Regions from separate parts of the Gossypium hirsutum genome. Here region 1 is linked to region 2. The links are chromatin contacts, called in public Hi-C maps. All regions are on one chromosome and are shown on one strand. Each heading gives the region's core, a stretch centred on a gene start, on an enhancer-like site or on the middle of the called end of the contact. The rest is flanking DNA. Distances are from core to core; before and after follow the strand shown.

What was found. Hi-C and Micro-C count contacts between places; a contact is called where the count stands out from the background.
Region 1: a Hi-C map of leaf shows a contact between it and region 2, with 3 times the contacts expected there. The contact joins the promoter of LOC107910314 here to the promoter of LOC107910319 in region 2. A contact is called at or near these places in 2 of 34 Hi-C or Micro-C datasets (both in leaf).

What each region holds. Positions count from the first base shown.
Region 1 is chrD02:17,285,950-17,289,909 of Gossypium_hirsutum_v2.1, forward strand. LOC107910314 (QWRF motif-containing protein 2) reads right to left here and starts at 2,241. Exons shown (of 5, transcript XR_005910241.1): 1 at 838-2,241.
Region 2 is chrD02:17,076,255-17,079,747 of Gossypium_hirsutum_v2.1, forward strand. LOC107910319 (protein SOB FIVE-LIKE 5) reads right to left here and starts at 2,172. Exons shown (of 4, transcript XM_016838135.2): 1 at 1,508-2,172; 2 at 1,347-1,418; 3 at 1,181-1,252; 4 at 800-1,073. The coding sequence starts at 1,900. The coding sequence ends at 1,056.

The DNA.
Region 1 (3,960 bases), core at 991-3,490, 210 kb after region 2:
GCTTGCCTCTAATTTGATCAAGTTGTTTCCAGCATAATGAATGCCCTCTTTGACTGGTTCTTTAGTGCAAAAAAAACAGCAACTGATGAACCAACATGCTCCTCTAGAACATTGAGCATTCTTGATTTCCAATATTATTTCAAAATCAAAACTTACTGATCCCAGTGTCTCATATGGCCTTTGGATTTGGTCTAAAGGAAAAACCTGTGAACATCAGGCATGCAATCTCTTTGATCCAATTCTATCTGTCATCACTTACCATAGATTGTACTAAAAATATCCCTTTACACTCTTATGGAAAATTTCTAATTTCACCAATACTGCAGCCTCTCTCCCTAACATGATTAAAATCATTTTAAGCCACAAAACAACTCTCACAGGCTACCTTCATACTACATAACTTCTACACCATAAAAGCAATTACAACAAAAAATGGCAGGGTGCCAAGTTCGATCAAGCAGAAGTGGCCCAAAGAATTTTAGCTCTACTAAGAACACCATTCTCTGTTTTTATCAGACATAATTCAATTGTTTGTCGGGACTGTTCTTGAGCTCTTTTTTTTAATTAAAAAAACCCTGAAATTCCAAACAGTAAGACAAAACAAATTGTGTGCAACCAGGCAACATTCTAAAAAAATTAACATTCTAAAAGTAAACTTAGCCAAAATCCTCAAAATGGTGTTCGTATGCAACGTTTAATGCTGCGAGCCGTACTACCAAAATTATAGTAAAAGCGAATTCCTATGAATATTATAATAGTAAAGCATGCAAACTTGAAGCATACAAACAACATACAAACACAACGAGAGAAATTGAAAGTCACTTCTTAGAGTTGTACCTCTGCGTTAGACCTTTGGGAAGACAGAGTAGCATCTACTCTAGCATTAACAAAACGCCACTGCAACCACCAGTTATGAAGTAGCCTCAACAAATTAGCATCCAAAACTTTGTTCTCCCCAATCTTAAAATCATTACCAACAAAGCTCAAAATCGACAGCCTAGTTACCAAATTATCATCCAACCCATTCCTCAGTCTAGGACTCATTCCCCTTGTTGAAGATGACCCAAGCTTACTTGGTGATGCAAGCCGAACTAGCCTATGAATTGGCAGTAACTATCCTCTGCTGTTTAATACAACGTTTGGAGACAAAAAAAGAGTATCAGTTCCAAACTTGTCTGGTACAATTAGCTTAGTGCACGCTGTATTTTTCTTAGAACGGGCGAGCCAGGATGGGACCGGCATACCCGATTAGCAGTCTGTTGCTAGGACCGAGTGGAGACCATTATTCCTTGAGGCCCACGCTTAACGTCTATCTTAGCGGAGGAACTTTGTGAAGAACCTGACGTACTACCAGAAGAAACACTTACAGTATCAAAAGCAGCGAGACCACGTTGAGCCTTAGATTCAATAGGAGTAACGGCTGTTATATCTCTATTCTCAACCATAGAATCTTGCAGTGGCCCAAGTACATTGCCATTAATAGAACCGTTTAATCTATTCCTCTCATCAGTGCAAGCCATGCTTCTACTAGTCACTGAGTTAGGTAGCCTTAACCTCGCCGGCCACCGCTCGGTCTTTGAAATTTTAGTTTGCTCTGTTCTTCTCATTTCCAGCATCGATTTGCACCTGTTGGTGGTTTCTTTCTTTGTGGGGCATGGTGATGGAGCTGGTGTAGCTTTGCTAACCTAGTCAGCAGTGTTGTTGTTAGCGTTGTCAGTTTTCAAAAGCATAGGTTTATTAGACGGCAGGGTCACCGCATGTCTCGTCTCCACCAATTGAGACCTCTTAATAGCCGATGAAGTCGTGTGTTTTATGGAAGAATTTGAGTGGGATGAGGAGGTGGACAAATATTTTCGGGAATTTTGAAGGGGTGGAGGGATGAAATTGTGGGGGTCGAAGGGCAACAAAGGAGGCAGTAACCCTTATTCTTCCCAGGCGTTTGCGATTTAGGGTAGCAGTAACCATTGGAGGCACTCACAAAATTCAATTCCACAGTCTGATCCTTTAATCTCACTCTCTTCCCAACACCTAAACATATCTAATCATAAACACCTCCAATTTTATATTGAAAAAACTAATAGGATTTAACAGATTTTATTCTTTAAACATCAAAACTCGGAATTTTCAGAGAGGAGAGAGTGAGAGGGATGTGGGAAAAGATTAGATTAGATTAGAAAGCATAGAGGTGGTAATGCTAGGAGTGGCCTATGTAGTATATATTTAGTTTGTAGTATGTAATTTAAAATGAAGGGAATCTATTGCAGTGGTGGGGTTTTATGGGGATGGATGAGTCGTGTGGAGGAGAGGCAACCTCTGTAGGTCTGTTACTAAACTACTTGCACGTGGCTGCCACATTTCTAGTTTCTTAACGAGAAATTACTTTATAAATTCTTTTACCATATTATTTATTTATGGTTCCTACTAAAGTAAATATATCATTTTTCACCGTATGGAAAAAATATAGACTTCAAACATCTCCATTGATTCTTTATTTCATAATTACCATTGCAAACATGCGTGGAAGATCTGAGTGGTTAAAGGCTCTAATGATTACCCATAATACGCAGGCCTTAATTGAAGGCTGAAATTGCAATAGCTCTAGAAGGCAATCGACAACAACTTGATTAACAGATTTGGAGTGACCGTATTTCGACAACAACTTGATCAATAGATTTAGAGTGACTGTATTCTGATAACGTGTTATGAAATAAAGAGAGATGGAGATAATAAAGAACAAAGAAAATATAAAAGGAATAGAAAATGTACTTTATTGATCAAATGGATGATTACAATGCTTCATCAGAGTCTCTATTTATAGGTATAAGAAGTATAAAGGAAGTATAAATTTAATTCTAATAACTATTAGAATTTAAAGTACATTAAAACTTTATCTTGATCATGATGGACATCCACTTAATAAGATATTCATAACAAAAAAAACTTATAAAAATCATTAAAATTTGTGATAATTATTAGATATTAATTAAAAACCATAAAAGTTTATAAAATTTAGAAAAAAAAATAATTTATTAAAATTGTTAAAAATTAATTAAAAACCATATAAATTATTTATTAAATGTTATTAAAATTATTTTTCTCATTTTTACTAAATTATTTAACTAATATAATTTACTTTTAAGTATATTTAACATTGGAATTATTTATTTTCTTATGCATACTATTGAAAGTTCTTTTAAAATGTTAGGGCTTCCTAATAATCAATGGCTTTTTTTTAATTAATGATCGGTGGCTATATTTTTATAAAAATGAGAAAAATAATTTTTATAAAATATTTATTTTTTAAATATGGATTTAATTAATTTCTAAAAAAAAGTCTAAATTAAATTTCTAATTTTTAACGATTTTTAATAAATTTTTTTAAAAATTTTATAAAAAATTTATGGTTTTAATTAACTTCTATTAATTATTATAAATTTTAATGATTTTTTATTATAAATTTTTATCTTTTTAATAATTCCAGGCTTGGACAACCATTTGCTCAAATACATTGTGTACTACAAAATTTTGGACTCCACAGAGCGCGAAGGGAGAGATGACGTTGAAATAATGAGTCGGTCGTTGAAGAAAGTTTGTATAAGGGAAACAAAGGAAAACCTAGATATTGTGATGGACATAACACCGATTGTTGAAAAGGTCCTATCATGGAGAGACAGGTTGGTGGGAATCGAGCTCAGAGCGGATGAAAGAATAACACCATTGGTTGGGGCAAATGGAGAAGGAGATTTTGAGATATCGAAAAATGATATTGAATGTTCATTGGTCAATGGCATCCTGTAACACCCCAAACCCGGCCTAGGAGTTATGACCGAAGCTGGCGGTGTCACATTGAGGTATTTAGTTTAAAACTTGTTGAAATCTTTAAAATCAATTAATCATTTTGTTATTAAACGGTTATTCCAAAACAAGTTGTTCATTTCCAAGCGTACATCACTAAAAACT
Region 2 (3,493 bases), core at 922-3,421:
TACGAGAGGAAGTGTCCGTCCTTAATAACCCGGTTGGATCTTTTGGTAAGTCATCCTTCTCCTCTTTATTCTCCTACGTTTTTGGCTCTCTATCTTGGGTGAACCTACTTTCCTCAACATCACTCCTCTCTACTTTTTCCACTCTCATTAATACCGCAATTTGATTAGCGATGGAAAGAGAGTAATATTCGAATAATTGTAAATATTTGATTGGGTTGTTTGGACATTAATGCTCAAATAGTGCTTTTATAATGGGTTGGCTGGATGTGCACAAATGGGCTACAGAAATCCGACCCATCAAGTAGTGCTTTTATAATGGGTTGGCTGGATGTGCACAAATGGGCTACAAAGGTACTCGCCTGATTAATGGAAAATACAGAGACACTCTGTCCATCCAAGGACCACTGCTATTTTTAACACTTCTTTTTCTTGTTTTATCTTTTTCTGGTTAAAATGAAGATCCCAAGGTTAATTTTGTTTCTTGTTTTCAAGTTTTAAACCTATACAAGCCTTTTTTTTTTTTAATCATTCTGCCAAAAGATGGGGACTAGTCTTTCTGACTGTTGAAATTTAAACAAGCTAATTTATTTGTGGCTGAGCATACAAAATTTTCAAGTCCTCAAGGGGGAAATAAACTATGGTCGGCACAACATTCTTTCAAGGGTATTACTAGTTTTAAACCCTACACTCTCAAGTGGATAAACCTGAAAAACATAGTTTCTATGCTAATAGAACCAGATTCTACATTGTCTACGCATAGTGTCAGCAAAATAAACTGGAGAAAACCTGCAATTTCATATATACCAATGACATCGAAATTTTAATTTATTTTAATGTTCTCAGGTTGTTTCCCACTGCATTGACAGAAAGAAATTAAAAAAAAAAAGAGAGTAGACTCGGAGAATAAAAAACAAGAGTAAAAAGGAAGGAACAAAATCCCTTTGAGATCTAAGGCCTTTTTGTTTTGTTTTTCTTCTTCTACAACATTCCTCCCATTTCTCTCTCCAGAACAGCTGCATTAGTAGAGACAAAAGCTGTTACCATTTACCCTTTTGTCATTCCTTGCTTCTTCCCTGGAAACCACCAAATTCTTTTTATCAAACTACAGCTTATCTAACCATCAAATTTCTCTTTTTTATTTTTAAGAATGTCGAGGAGAAAGTTGAAATCGATGACTAACCTGCAGGTTTTTCGAACCTGCTTTTCCAGTTTTTAGGAAACCAAGTTTTTTCTGGAATGATGATGATTTGCCCTGAAAGTATCTCACAGGTGGCATGGTTAAGTTTATATATAATAATAATGGAAGACTAACTGCTTTAAAGAAGGATATAGTATATATTTAGTACCTTAAAATGTGTACCCGAAAAGCCTTGTGAAAAGTCCAACAACTCCATTGAAGCATCTTTGTTGATGTTCTTCTGTAAAAACACCAGAAAACATCCATTGTTACTCTTGTTTTTGTTACAAACCAACCGAACAAGAACAATTAGAATATAGTGGAACTTACCTCGGAAAAGCTTGTTACAGGAGAGCTGGCAGTGTCATCAAGATAAGAATGTTGTTGATTATTGCTACAATGTTCTTTCATCTTCTTTTTGTTTTTGCTGGTTTTGTTAGCTGGTTCAGGATTTACAGGATGAGAACAAAAGCTTCTATTTTCATCGAGGCATTCCACATAATCTTGGCAGTAATAATGTCTTGGACCAGAAGATGCATCAGACACCATGGATAAACCCTCCTCTTCATCTTCAACCCCGAATCTAGCTCCTTTCACCCCATAAACCTCATCAAAGTTGCCGCCAAAATTTTGACACCGGGTTTGAGAGTAAGAGGATTGACCTAAGTAGAAAGTCCAACCAGATTCACAACCACTACCACATTGTGAAGCTGATAAATTCATTATAAACACTTTTTTTTCCCTCTTGGGTTTACAGTTTTGACATATAAGCAAATTCTTGAAGCTGTTACGTATATAAATAGAATACAAAGAGGGTATTGCAGGATAAGACCAAAAGAATCACACTCAAATCCTAGACTACTTTTCTCATCTCTTCAAGCCTTTCGCCATTTGTTTTTACCTTAAATGAATCAATCAAATTAGCCAGTTGGCTCTGAGTGAGAGAGAGAGAGAGAGAGAGAGAGAGAGAGAAATTGGTGAACAGTGCTGATAGGGAACCGATTATCAATTCATGTATATAAATGTAATAATACAGCAGCCTGTACAACAATGGTGCTGTCCTTTCAATAAAAAGTGAATGTATTTTACTGCTCATTTAATGCCCTCTATATCTTTGTCTTTTCCGACATGTCTTTCAAATGTTTATATTTGGAACTTGGAAATGATGGATGAGATTGTATTTTTTGAAATTAAGACATCTTAAATTGAGGGTATTTTTTAAAATTTTAAATAATTAATTATAATTCGACTTTAATTAAAGGAATTTTATCATACCATATATTTTATAATTAATTAAAATGAACAAACAATTTGCAAATTATCAGATTACAAGAGTCTAATGAAATTAAATAATGCAAGATGCCCTTTTCATTCAAAATTTAACTAAAGACAATTCTTCAAATCTATGTTTAAACCAAATGTGAAACGGACATGCATGTTCCTTTGCTGAGTTGTCGTAGACTCATTATGGGGTATTAACTGAGACGTTATTGTAAACTTATAATTTCCCTGTTTTCTTTCTGGGTCATTACAACAGATTATCCATCTATTTATTTTTTCCTGTGCCGCCGTTGGAATGCATTAAATGGTAGTGGGGTCTTGAGTGAGTGACCCCATGAATGTTGGATCGTTGCATAACATACGGCATCTAAAATATAAGTATTCCTCTTATCTCACGTTATTTTGTCAAATTTCTAGAATTTTGTTTATAGCCATAACAATTCATAGATTTGTAAAAGTTAATTAAAAGGATGAACTTGTGTATACAAAAATTAAGCCCAAAAATTTAATATAGTGTAAATTGATGGATTTCTCCCCTTACATATGTAATATTGTATAGTTTACTCTGTAACACTTGATCTGGTCGTCAAATTTAAAATGTGAGATATCATATTCGTTGTCGAAACAATTATGTTGGGAATAAATTCGAATTGAACAACAAATAAGAACGAATAGAGAAAATTGGACACAAATATTTTCATGGAAAAACTCTTCTCAAAAGGATAAAAAAAACACGGGCAAAGAAAGCTTCACTAAAACGACAAATAGCCAAAGAATAATACAAGACGGAAAAAAAAACAAAACAAGCCCCTAAATCCCAAAAAATACAAAGCTCTTTGGCTAAAACACAAAATTCCCTTACACTCTCTTTTGTTGTGTTGTCGAATCAATCTCTCTAGGGTTGCTAAAAGCCCTATTTATAGGCTGAAATTCATAGGCTAATATGATGAAAATATCCCTAGAGTTATTAGAGTTTGTCTAAGAAAAGATAGCTGAGTTTAACTAGGAGAAGACACGTACTTTAGTAGGGAACAC